2 separate regions of the Oryctolagus cuniculus genome follow, and region 1 is linked to region 2. The links are chromatin contacts, called in public Micro-C maps. All regions are on one chromosome and are shown on one strand. The core of a region is the stretch at or near the end of the contact, and the rest is flanking DNA. Distances in the headings are between cores, read along the strand shown. Region 1 holds the start of AMOTL2 (angiomotin like 2). Region 2 has its middle 24 kb from the start of CEP63.

Region 1 (5,866 bases), core at 2,197-4,696, 78 kb after region 2:
TGAGGCTCACTAGGGGGCACTCTTCCGTCACACTGGTCCTGCCTGTCCCCCACCCCACAAGCTCCCCTGTCCCCCAGGCACTTTCCTGCAAGAACAAACCCAGGGGCCAAACCCAAGTTCCCTGTAACCTCTTGCCAAGAGCAGAGGGTCTCTCCAGGCAGCAAGGGCCCATCCACACTGTCAGTGCCCGCTCAGGACAAGACAGCTTTGCGAAAGTCGCTGTTTCTAAATGATCTGCCTTGACTTGCTGGCCAAATGGCGCCAGCTCTGAGATGCCCACGTCTGCCTCCTCCCTCAGTCTGATGGTTGCCAGACCAGCATGAACTGAAGGGTGCAGTCCTGTAGCTTGTCCACGTCTTGCATGCAGAACTGGGATTTGCGGATGCGCTGGGCAGTGACAGGGCGCAGAGAAGGGAGACAAAATGAGAGCTTCCCTGCCCATCGTGTGACCCATCCCTATTTGCAAGACTCGTCCCAGCCCTCAACCTGCAGGAACCCCGGAAGCAAAGGGCCCTGGAGGAAGGCCAGGGGCTCCAGGGGTGTGTGCTGTTTGGAAAGGCAAGGCTCCTGCAGTTGCTCCAATTTCACAGGATTTATGGACAAAGGCAACTTGTGCCTTGTGGAGACTCCAAGCCAGCATGCCTGGGAGGGAAAGAGAGACAGGCAGCAGAAGGGGGAGAGCTTGGAGATAGAACCCAGAGGCTGGGCAAGGGGCAGAGGTTTGCAAAAGGACCAAGCGCAAACGACTCTGGCTCGTAACTTCTACCCCAAGATGCAGGCTCTGCCCGTGATGCGCTTCCTGCCCCAGATTCTCGTAGGCCTCCAGTTCCCATAACCTGTCAGAGGGAGTGTCCCCGAGGCTGGCAGGGGGAGTTTCACAACTTGCCGCCTTCCTTTGATGTTGCCAGCAGGGTGGCCCCGGGGGTCCCTCCTCCACCAGCCAACCATTTGGGAAGGGAGGAGCTCATTCCCTTCCTAGCTCCACGGGAGGAGCTGCTGGGGTCCCACTCAGACCCTGCCTGCATGTTCCTGCCCAGCGTGTGAGATGCAGGCACACAGCCAGATCCAGGCGAAGAAGGGAGGGAGGGATGGGTGCCCGGATTCCTGGCTAAGCCCCGTCCACACCTACGATGCAGCCACACCCCCGCGGGCTTCACTCTGCCCAGCCAAGGCCTCAAGCCTGGCTTACTCTGAGAACTGGGTCACCTCCGCACCTTTCCCAGGCAAGATCCCAGACCCAGCCAGCCGCACGGTCACCTGGGATGAATCATTCCCTGAGGGGGAGGGAGACAGCAGTGGCAGGAAGAATGCACTGGCTCACTCTTCCCCAGTTGGCCATGAGAATTTACATGCAAACAGATTGGCCAGCCCAGGGGTCGCCTGTGCACACCTGCCGCTGCACAGCTGAGCTGTGGTCACCTCTCACTCAACTCTGCGGGGTGTTCTGCCCACTCAGGCAGCATAGGCCCCCAGCCTAGCCCTGCCTGGGAGGCCCTGACACCCACCCTTCTTGAGAGAGGAGGAGAAGAGAAGAAAAGTGTGTGGAAATTTCCCTATCCAGGGTTTGGGACCCCTCTGTCCCTCTGTGGTGCAGAGGCGAACAGCTGGGTTTACAATAGCCTTGCCCACTCCAAGATGTAACCGCCTTGAACCAGCTGGCTCCTTTTTGTCAGCATATCGAGTCAGTACCCCTGGGGCTGGCGCTGTGGCATAGAAGGTTAAGCCTCTACCTGCAGGGTTAGCATCCCATATGGACGCTGGTTCAAGTCCTGGATTCTCCACTTCTGATCCAGCTCCATGCTAATGTGCCTGGGAAAGCCACGGAAGATGGCCTGAGTGCTTGGGCCCCTGCACCCACATGGGAGACCCAGAAGAAGCTCCTGGTTCCCGGCTTTGGGTTGGCCCAGCTCTGGCTGTTGCAGCCATTTGGGGAGTGAATCAGTGGATGGAAGATCTCTCTTTCTCTCTCTCTTTCCTTCTCTCTCCATATCTCTGCCTTTCCAATAAACAAATAAATGTATTGCCCTCAATGCCCCTGCAATACAGGACTGTCCCATGTGGTCTTTCCCCTGATTTTGCAACCCCAGGGTACACCTGCCCACACCCAACTCATACCCGCACCAAGTGTTTCCAAGAACGTTGTCCATAAGGCCAGGCCACCTGGGGGCCTCTTCCCTCTCTTACTCCTTTTCTAAAATACCTACCTATTGTATTCAGATTGGGCAGAGGCATATTGGCCACAGCTTCTCTTGCTGAGGTAACCCTGGGAGGGCCAACTATCCCATAGCTTGTCACAAGAAAACCCGTTCTTCACGTATTTCAGATCCAATCCTATTTGGAATGCAATATTCAGCTTCCAGGTAAACTATGCACACACACACACACACAGAGAGACAATGGGAGGGGGTGTTATTAAAAATTAACCCTGTCCCTGACTACTGAGCTTGAGTTTCCTTGTGCCTGCTTCCCTCTGGGGAAACCTGGGAATTGCAACTCTATGCTGAAGGGCCCTCAAGGGGAGTGGAGGGTTTTAGTGTTGGGAGTCCCCCCACTAGGCCAGGGCCCCAGAACGACACAGAACTTGGGGGACAGGAGGCAGGGGTGTTGGAGGTTTTGATTTCCACAGTCACGGCCACCTGGAGCCCCAGAGGTGGGTATGGGGAGGGCCCTTGGCAGGCAGGGGTGTGGGGGAGGTGAAGAGGAGACTGGAACAGGACAGGGCAGGTGGACATTGGAGGGCACCTGTGTGGGTCTGCGTGGGACCCACGATTCTGGTGGCAGAAGTGCTCAGAGGTTGTGATAGCAGAACTGCCTCAGAGGGCGACAGGCGGGACCAAGCCACCAGCGGATGGTTGCCTGCCGCCAGCTCTCGTGGAGGGGCGCCGGCCACCACCTGGACGACAGACAGTGGAGCACCTGGCGGCCATGAGTCACTGGGGGGGGGGGGGGTTCAAATTAACCAGATTTTTCAGCGCGGATACACACTTCCTGTGGAGGCAGGTTCTCAAGGCGCGGGCGAAGATGTTTGTAAACAATAAAAGTGCAATTCAGAGGTTGCCGCTGGGGGTGAGAACAGCGAGGCTTAGGAAGAGGCTGGGCGGCTGGAAGAACCGTCCTGTCTTGGCCTGGCCACTGCTCTCCCTGTCCCCGCCGTACATGCCCCCTCCGAAGCCACCCCCGGAACGCGCCGCGGGCGAGTTGAAGGACGAAGGGCGACAGCAAGGCAGGAACTGGGTGCCCGAGCGGTGTGAAATCGTGCCCGGCAGCTCTGACGGCCAAGCGCGCGGAGGGGGCCGTGCGCGGCCGGGGAGCGGAGCTCCGGGGCCGGCCCCGCGCCCAGCCCTCAGCGCCGCCTCCCCGGAGGAAGGCGGGGGCCGGAGGAGGGAGCCGCAGGAGGCGGAGGGCGGAGGAGGGCGGCGCGCTGAGAGGTTATTTGTGGTTCGCTTTGATCCCGAGGGGGAACCTGAAACTCTCACATTCCTGGCATAGCAGCCGCCTCCAGCGCGGGCCGACCCTGAGGCTGCGCGCTGCGGCCGGAGCGGCCAGAGCGTCGGCGCCACCGCCGAGTGCACACCTCCGCCGCGAGCCGGGCCGAGCCGAGCGGGGCCGGGTCGTCGGATCGGACTGCGCCAGGCGCCCGCGGGCCGCAGCGGTAAGGAAGGCCGCTTGGCGCTCGGGCCAGCGCGCCAGGCCGACCGCCACGCTCCCGGGCCGAGGCCCGAGGTCCCGCGCAGCCCGGCCTTTTCCGGGAGCGGAGCGTCCTCGGGGCGCAGCGCACCCTTTCCAGCCCGCCCCAGTGCCGGGTTAGGGCCCCTCCTGGAGCCGCGCTGTGCACCCTGGGGGGGACTCTTAAAGGCGTGCAGGTGCCCGGGCTGGGGGAGGGGGCCGATGACGGGGAGAACTGGGTCGGTGTTTGGGGTGGCGGGGTCGGACTAGGCGGGACGCGGGACTTGGCCGCAGGCGCCGCTCGGAGTTCCAGTTGCAGGGCCTTGGGGGCTGGCTTGGTTAGGTGGGGGCTACAGGTGTCTTTGACCCCTTCTTCCCCCGGCAGCCCAAGAATTCCTCTTTGTCTTCCTTGGAAAATCCTCTCTGGAGCCACGAACTGGCTCTCACTTAGAAAGAATGCAGCCTGCTGTCCAGCCCGGTGACGTCAGCGCTGGAGTATTTGGAAAACAAAGAGGGCTCGGGAGGGAGGAGGGGGCGGGTCCGCGACGCTTAAAGACCTCTCCCCTGGTCCCCCCCACCCCCCCACCGCCGGGTTCCCAGAAGGCCGCGGCCGGGAGCCCCGGCAGCCCCGGGCCGGTGCGACGTGACTTTAAGACGCCGTAGCTTTGGCTTCTCGGGCGATGCGCGCTTGGAAAGGCAGCTTTCAGGGAGCGAGGAGGCGCGCGGGCGCAGCCGGGGTGGGGAGAGCCGATCTCAGCGGCGCGGTCCTTAGGGGCCTGAAAGGATGCTCGAGTGAGGGGCGATGCCCCTATTCTAGCTCCGCGCCGGGACAGGCGCACCGTTGGCGCGCCTGGAATCTGTGGCGAAAGCTCTGCCTGCCTCCTCGCCGCGGGGGGGCCGCCTCGGCGGAGTCCGCCCAGACGGTGATTAACTTAGGGAATGTCCGCAGCTGAGCTGCTGGCGAAGTGACTCCCAGCGGCTGCTTTTGCCCCTGGGGTTGAGTGCCTGGGAGGCTGGGCACCGAGGTGTCCACCCGGCGCACCCCCACTCGCAGCTCTGGGCAGCTGGAGGCCAGGGGTTGGGGGAGTGGATCAGGAAAGGCTGCTCTCCCGCGGTGTCGAGCCCCAGCCGAGGCAGGGCCCCGGGACTTGGGTCTGTGGCCGAAGACGGGGCTGCATTGCAGCCCTCTCCACACGAGCAGGACCTGTGGCAGTGAGTGTTTGGTTTGGCATTCCCTGAATCCCAGTTTGGAGGTTTGTGTTGGAGGAGGCCGTGGAAAGGAGGCTGGGTGAGGGAGGTGGGCCGCCTTCCAGGCCGGGAGCCGCTCCCTGGGAGCCCAGGCTTACAACAAGGGAGCACCTTCTTTGGACCTTGTTCACCCTTGAGGCTCACAGCCCGCAGTCTCAGCTGCCTACAACCAAGAACCTCCTCCTTGCTCCCTTCCGCCTCCAGGCAGTGGGTGTAACAGGTGGACAAGGATGCTGTGCGCCTATCTGAGAACAAGCAGAGGCTTTTCCAAGTGGGGAGTGGAGGGTGCAGGGCTGGCTGATCCTGAAATCATAGCTGCCATGCCATCCTTTCCCGGCTCTCTCACACAGGGACCAGGCGACCCACCACTAACCTGGCTAAGCACCACCTTTCTTCCGTCCCACCTTATGAAACCCTTGTCTTCAGGCAGGCTTTCTTTTCTCATCCCCTCCTTCACCAGCTCGGGTGCAATTTCTCCTTCTTCCTGTTCACCTTGCGGAATACCGGCCAAGGGCATCCTGTGCCTGGGAGCTCCAGTTCTGTTCTCGGAGCAGCCCTTGGTGAAGCAGAGCTGGGTTGGGGGTGGGGGCGTTGGGGGTGTGTATGTCTGTGCTCCAGGAGCTCAGGGAGAGGGAGAGGAGTGGATGGGGGGCTCGGTGCTGAGGGTGGTAGGTTGAATGCCCAGCCCGGGCTGGGCTCAGGCCTGCTGCACTGGGCATTGACTGCCGAGGGCTTCTGCCGGCCTGCTGTCATCGGCAGCAGCCGGGGCCCTGCCTCCTTCTGCATGGGTCACTTAGATCTCAACTAGGGTGCCCTGCAGTGGCTCATCAGGCTGTTGGATGGGTGGCCTGCTGCCAGGGACCATGGTTCCTGGCCTTAGTTTACTATTGTCTTTCTTTAGGCATAGTAAGTCTCCATGAGAAACATTATAATGGTAGCTGTTTGCAAAGGC
Region 2 (6,295 bases), core at 1,688-4,187:
GTGCAGCAGTCATTCTGATGAAATGGTGGAACAGACCCAAGGGAGCTTCCCACTCATGGTGCCAGCGACTGCCGATCCCAACACAGGAGACAACCAAGGAAATGGGTACAATGTGGTGCCACGTGTCACTTGTGTTCTGATTGCAAGGAACATGAAACCTGACTCAAGGGAGCTTAGTGAATCCTTCTGGGGACTTTGTAGTTCATCATGGCGACTCAGAGGCCAGCTAAATGGCATCGCCAGGAACCCAGGCTCTGCGCTGTCTATAAGGATCTTGTGTCTTCAGCACTATATACTCCCCTCGGAGTTACAAGATAGTGGCCACAATGGGTAACTCACACATCAGGCAGAAAAGAGATTCTCTTTCTGGCTGAGGAATAGGCAGATGGCCAAATCAGAGCCCATGCGAGCTTCGTTGGGAAAGTGAAACAGAAGCAAGCACCCACCCCCAGCCCTCTCTACACACACACCCACAAATGGATGTAACCATGCAGGCTGCTGGCAGCCACCTTGTCACCATGTGGTCAGTGCATATCTGAGAATGACCCAGCTGTTCCAATGACAGTTGTACCAAGCAAGAGACAGGGTAGACCCCATGAATGTCATCTCAAAGCCACATGTGCTTCAGGACTCAAGTTCCCTTAGACAATAAATCCATACTCGGCCAGGCTTTCTGTCACTTGCAACCCTGAGGCCTAATTTGCTAACCCTAGACTCCATTTTTTTCACTCTTAAAAAAAGTATTACTGGTTGAGGAGCTGGCATTGCAGTGTAACAGTAAAACCTGCATCCCATAGGGGCGCCAGTTCAAGTCCCAGCTGCTCCATGTCCGATCCAGCTCCCTGCTGGTGGCCATGGAGAAGTAGCAAAGGTGGCCAAAATGTTGGGGCCCCTGCACCCACCCACATGGAAGATCTGGATGAAGCTCCTGGCTTTGGCCTTGCCTAGCCCTGGCCGTTGTGGCCATCTGGGAAGTGAAGCAACAGATGCCTCTCTCTTTGTCTCTCCCCCTCTCTGTAACTCTGCCTTTCAAATAAATAAATATTTTTTTAAAAATATATAAATAAGGGGGCCGGCACTGTGGCTCACTTGGTTAATCCTTTGCCTGCGGCGCCAGCATCCCATATGGGCGCCGGGTTCTAGTCCCAGCTGCTCCTCTTCCAGTCCAGCTCTCTGCTGTGGCCCGGGAGGGCAGTGGAGGATGGCCCAAGTGCTTGGGCTCCTGCACCGTCATGGGAGACCAGGAAGAAACACCTGGCTCCTGGCTTCAGATCAGCGCAGGACCAGCCATAGTGGCCATTTGGGGAGTAAACCAACGGAAGGAAGACCTTTCTCTCTGTCTCTCACTGTTTATAACTCTACCTGTAAAAATATATATTATAAATAAATATATATGTATGTATGTATAGGGGCTGGCCCTGTGGCATAGCTGGTAAAGCCTCGGCCTGCAGTGCCAGCATCCCATATGGGCACTGGTTCAAGTCCTGGCTTCTCTTCTTCTGATCCAGGTCTTTGCTATGGCCTGAGAAAGCAGTAGAAGACGGCCCAAGTCCTTGGCCCCTGCACCCACGTGGAAGGCCCAGAGGAAGCTCCTGGCTCTTGGCTTCGGATCCGCACAGCTCTGGCCATTGCAGCCATTTGCATAGTGAACCAGTGGATGGAAGACTCCTTTCTCTCTCTGTCTCTACCTCTCTAACTCTGTCTTTCAAGTAAATAAAGTAAAAAAAAAAAAATTAAATACGTAAATAAAACCATCACAGGTTGGGACATTCCACAATATTCCTGCCAGTACGCTCTATGGCGATGGAGGTCGTGGTAAACAAGCAGGACCGAGAAGCGGTGACCAACGGGAGGAGCGCACAGCTGAATGTGCTGGGGTGTCCTGGGCTGGCTCTCAGGGGCAAAACTGGTGAACTCCAAGGAAAAGTCAGCAGCCGAGTTAGTGGCGATGCATCTGTGTTAGTTTCTCAGCTTCGGCCACTGCATTCTCTGTGTGTGTGCCACGTGTCTGAGAGGCTGGGTGAAGAATAACACGGGGGAGGCTGCCTATCTTTGCAACTGTTCTGTGAATCTAAACAAGAAGCTAAGTGCAACGAGGCGGAGGGACTTGCCCACAGTACCCGGCAAAGCAAGTGGGAGCCGAGCCTGGAGCCCTGTTCCTATCACCTGGATGCTGGATGAACTCCTAGCCCGGGCAGCCAGAGCAGGGCTCTGACTCTGTTCCCATGGAAACGGCTGCCCTGTAAACACCCTTCTCCCTTGCTGCTCACCCTGCTGGCTCCAGACTGTTACATTTCAAAGTCCATTTTTCACGATGATAAATTACCCAACTACTGCAGTCCAAGAATGAGCTGTAACATCAGGCAAAAGGAATTTGTACTCGAAGTTTGCACTAGCACATGGTCAATGCATTAACTTTCACCATAAACAGAAATCTCATGTTCGGGTGCCTGCCAGTCCCAGCCACATCAAGCATTTCTGAAAGGCAAGATGCGAAAAGGGTCCGTGCAGAATAAATCCGAGCCACGGTGTTTTTGAAGACAGGTTTTAAAGCGGGGGGAGGGGAGGAGGTATCCCTCAAATAACTTAGGAGGGCGTGAACATGACGCACTCTGGAAAAAACTGTTAGATGACTCAAAAAGTGGTTCTCGTGATGACAGATCCTGATGGCAAAACCTCATTTGCGAAGTTTGGATGAAATACGTTTCATAAAATGTGCAGGAAAACTCAGAATCCTCCCCGGTCATACATGAGTAAGCTCCTCTGTCATCGTGAGTCCCTTCCAGTCTGATCAGAGTTTAATAACATAGCTTCAGGGGGAGGCGATGTTCCCTAGTGGAGTGCGGGGCAGACTCCTCTCTCTGCCTGCTTCCCCCAAGTCCACGCCGATCCGACCCTCCAGGACCCCCCGAGACCACTGTGTCACCCACACCCTGAGCTGGCCCCTGAGCCGGGCACAGGGTCAGCCACAAGTGTCAGTGCCCTCCGTCGCTTCCTTGTCCCCACCCAGCAATTACTCCCCGTGCATCCTGGGAGCCCTGGCCCCAGGCGGCGCCCAGGCATCCTGCTGGCTGCTGTTCACAGAGCGTCAGAACCCAGGGGATGCCAGGCACACACGGGTCCAGATCTGCTCATCAACACCCTTCCCTGTAATTGCCACTGGCTACTGGAACGATCTGGTCAGACTCGTGACAGTGCTTCCCCTTCCTGGGGACACACAGGTGGCTGGGCAGCCCGGCTTGGATGACACAGGGAAAGGCCACAGTTTCTCCTGTTGGCTGCACTGCCCGTCATGAGCTCATGGTTACAAGATAAAAAATGATCTTGACAGCCACCAATAATGAGCCCCCAAATTACAGAATGTAATCTAGAAGGAATGCAGGCAGTGCCCTACAGTTAGCTTCCCAAAAGTGCCCTGGGGGGGCCCAGGAGGCCACAGGGGAGGGTGGCGAGAGCGGAGGCCAGGCCCTTGGTTGGGGTGGGGCAGTCCAGCTGGCCACGCTGGGGCAGATGGTGGCTCCACTGCACTGCCATTCTCTCGTCTGCAAAACGACCGACTCCAATGGGACAACCTTCCCCGTCCTTCCCAGATTTAACACAAGGCTTTGCCCGCACTGAGTTCCCCCTCCTCACGGCACACTATCAGACTGCTGGCACCAGTTCTAGGTTTCCCAAGAATACGCAACACAGTGGGAAAGTGCGCGTCACATCAGGTTACATTAAAATAAAAAATAGCAGAAAATTAAGTATAGATTATGATGCAAGCATCGCAGAATGAAGAAAGTGCCATGGAGAGAAAAAAGAACAGCAGAAACACAGCAAGTAACAGCAGTGCTTATCATAAGTGGCTAATTTTTTATTACTTGAAGCATTTAAAATTGTATTATTTTAATTTATATTACTCATAGCACTTAAGATTGCATTTGTCTTTATTTAATTTCATTAAAAGACATTGCTATTATTCAAAGCACTTAAGATTGTATTTGTTTTTATTTAATTTCATTTTGAAAAATCTTGCTATTATTCAAAGCATTTAAAATTGCATTTGCTATTAAAACCCAGCAAATGCTCCATAAACATTCCAATAACACACAAGTAGAAGCCGGCGCCGCGGCTCACTAGGCTAATCCTCTGCCTGCGGTGCTAGCACACTGGGTTCTGGTCCCGGTCAGGGCGCCGGATTCTGTCCCGGTTGCCCCTCTTCCAGGCCAGCTCTCTGCTGTGGCCAGGGAATGCAGTGGGGGATGGCCCAAGTGCTTGCCCTGCACCCCATGGGAGACCAGGATAAGTACCTGGCTCCTGCCATCAGATCAGCACGGTGCGCCAGCCGCAGCGGCCATTGGAGGGTGAACCAAAGGTAAAGGAAGACCTTTCTCTCTGTCTGTCTCTCTCACTGTCCACTCTGCCTGTCAAACACACACACACATACACACACACACAAGTAGAAAGAGGAAAAATTGAAGTTTCTCTTCTCTCCTTTCCAGGGCTGCTCCCTTCACATCCTGCGATAAATCAGACTTGAGCAGGTTTGAAGTTAGTTGTTCTAGAAGCCTCTTCTGTTTCAGGTAGTCCACAGAGAGAAAGCTCCAGTTGGTATAGTTGGCTCTTATTTTCTTTATTGGAATTTAGTGACTTTCCCACATTACCTGTAATAAAAATGTAATTTTGGGGGCTGGCACTGTGGTGTAGTAGGTTAATCCTCTGCCTGCGGCACTGCATCCCATATAGGTGCCAGTTCTAGTCCCGGCAGCTCCACTTCCCATCCAGCTCTCTGCTGTGTCGTGGGAAAGCAGTAGAAGATGGCCCAAGTGCTTGGGGCCCTGCACCCACGTGGGAGACCTGGAAGAAGCTCCTGGCTTCAGATCAGCTCAGCTCTGGCCATTGCAGGCAATTGGGGTGTGAACCAACAGATGGAAGATCTTTCTCTCGCTCGCTCTCTCTCCCTCTCACTTTCTGTAACTCTACCTCTCAAATAAATTAAAAAAAAATCTTTTTTAAAAAATGTTATTTTTCTAGTAATGAAATAAAAGGTACCATTTCTACGAGGCTCTTTTCTCATGAAGCAGAACTGAGAGGTATAAGGAGCCCCCCTAGATGGAACTGCCAGATGTGTGGGCAGGTGCAGGTGAGCTCTGTAGCCTGGCTTCTTCAGAGGGAACCCGCCAGAGAGGAAAAGCCTGGCTGGCTGTGGCATCCAGGATGCTGGGTGTGTGAGACCAGCCCTTCCAGGCTTGCCTGGGGCAGGGGCTGGTGGAGGGAGATCAAAGGATAGATGACTTTGCCAAGGTGGGCAAAGCAGTGGCTAAGAAGCCCCCAGACCAGGAAGAGAGACCAGTGAAGAGAAGACAATGGGACCTGCATCACCAGGAAGCACCGTCTCTAAAAATACCCAGAGACTCGCAGGCAACGAGTGCAGCCGTGAAGACACCCCTTGGGACCCTGCATGCTGGGTTCCAGGCTCAGGTCCGCTCCTGAGGCCAGCTGCCTGACAACGCACACTCTGGGGGCAGCCCATGGTGCACGGGGGGCTGGGTCCCAACCACGCACGGGGAGGCCCAGACTCAGGTTCAGGCTCCCAGCTTCCGCCTGGCCCAGTCCTAGTTCTTGCAGACACGTGGGGAGCGAGCCAGCAGTTTGCAGCTCTCTCTCTCCTCTCTCTCTTTCAAATACATGCATACATATATAAACAAATATTTTTTAAAAACCATTTCTTTTTCCAAAAATGAAACAGCCACATTTTCCTCTCCTAACTTTCCTGTGCATTGCTAGTGCCTAGATTTTGGTTCCTAAAAATAAAGAAAAAACAGGTAGGGTCTGCGTGTTTTCTGGGCTGAACAACGAGCCAGCCCCGAGGGCTCTCATGGACCGAGTGTGACACTCTGAGCATCCGATGAGGACTGTTGTGCACAGCTGATGGAAGCAGCCTGGGTGTGTGAAATCCCAGAGCACAGTAGCAGCAGGGAAAGGGGAGTATGGGGAGTATTAATATAGAGAGTATGAAGATAGAGAGTATGAATATAGAGTATAGAGGGTATTAATATAGAGAGTATAGAGTATAAATAAAGCAGCTGAAATAGAAAGCATGCGATATCATAGATTTAATTTTTCATTATTTTAGCAGGTGTGGAAGAGAAAGTGTGTGTTGTAGGTGTGTATACCCACACACTCATCTGCACATGCATATGTATACACATTCACACACACGTAGGGTTTTTTTTGTTTTTTTTTCTATTAAACAGATGTTTATAAAGTAAGGATATTACTTCAAGTATAAATTTTTTTAAGATTTATATTT

Evidence for each region. Hi-C and Micro-C count contacts between places; a contact is called where the count stands out from the background.
Region 1: a contact with region 2 is called in a Micro-C map of ear pinna, with 2.9 times the contacts expected there. The contact joins the promoter of AMOTL2 here to the enhancer-like site in region 2. A contact is called at or near these places in 4 of 6 Hi-C or Micro-C datasets (ear pinna, psoas muscle, skin fibroblasts and 1 more).

The regions. Positions count from the first base shown.
Region 1 is chr4:147,058,817-147,064,682 of mOryCun1.1, forward strand. AMOTL2 (angiomotin like 2) reads left to right here and starts at 3,447. Exons shown (of 10, transcript XM_051818603.2): 1 at 3,447-3,652.
Region 2 is chr4:146,981,279-146,987,573 of mOryCun1.1, forward strand. No RefSeq gene overlaps it. Among named protein-coding and RNA genes, the nearest start is that of CEP63, 24 kb to the left of the region's middle. Within about 2 kb of position 2,938, at least 4 of the 8 cell types and tissues checked have an H3K27ac peak or open chromatin away from gene starts, as enhancers often do. A contact at or near this core is called in ear pinna, where this site is marked.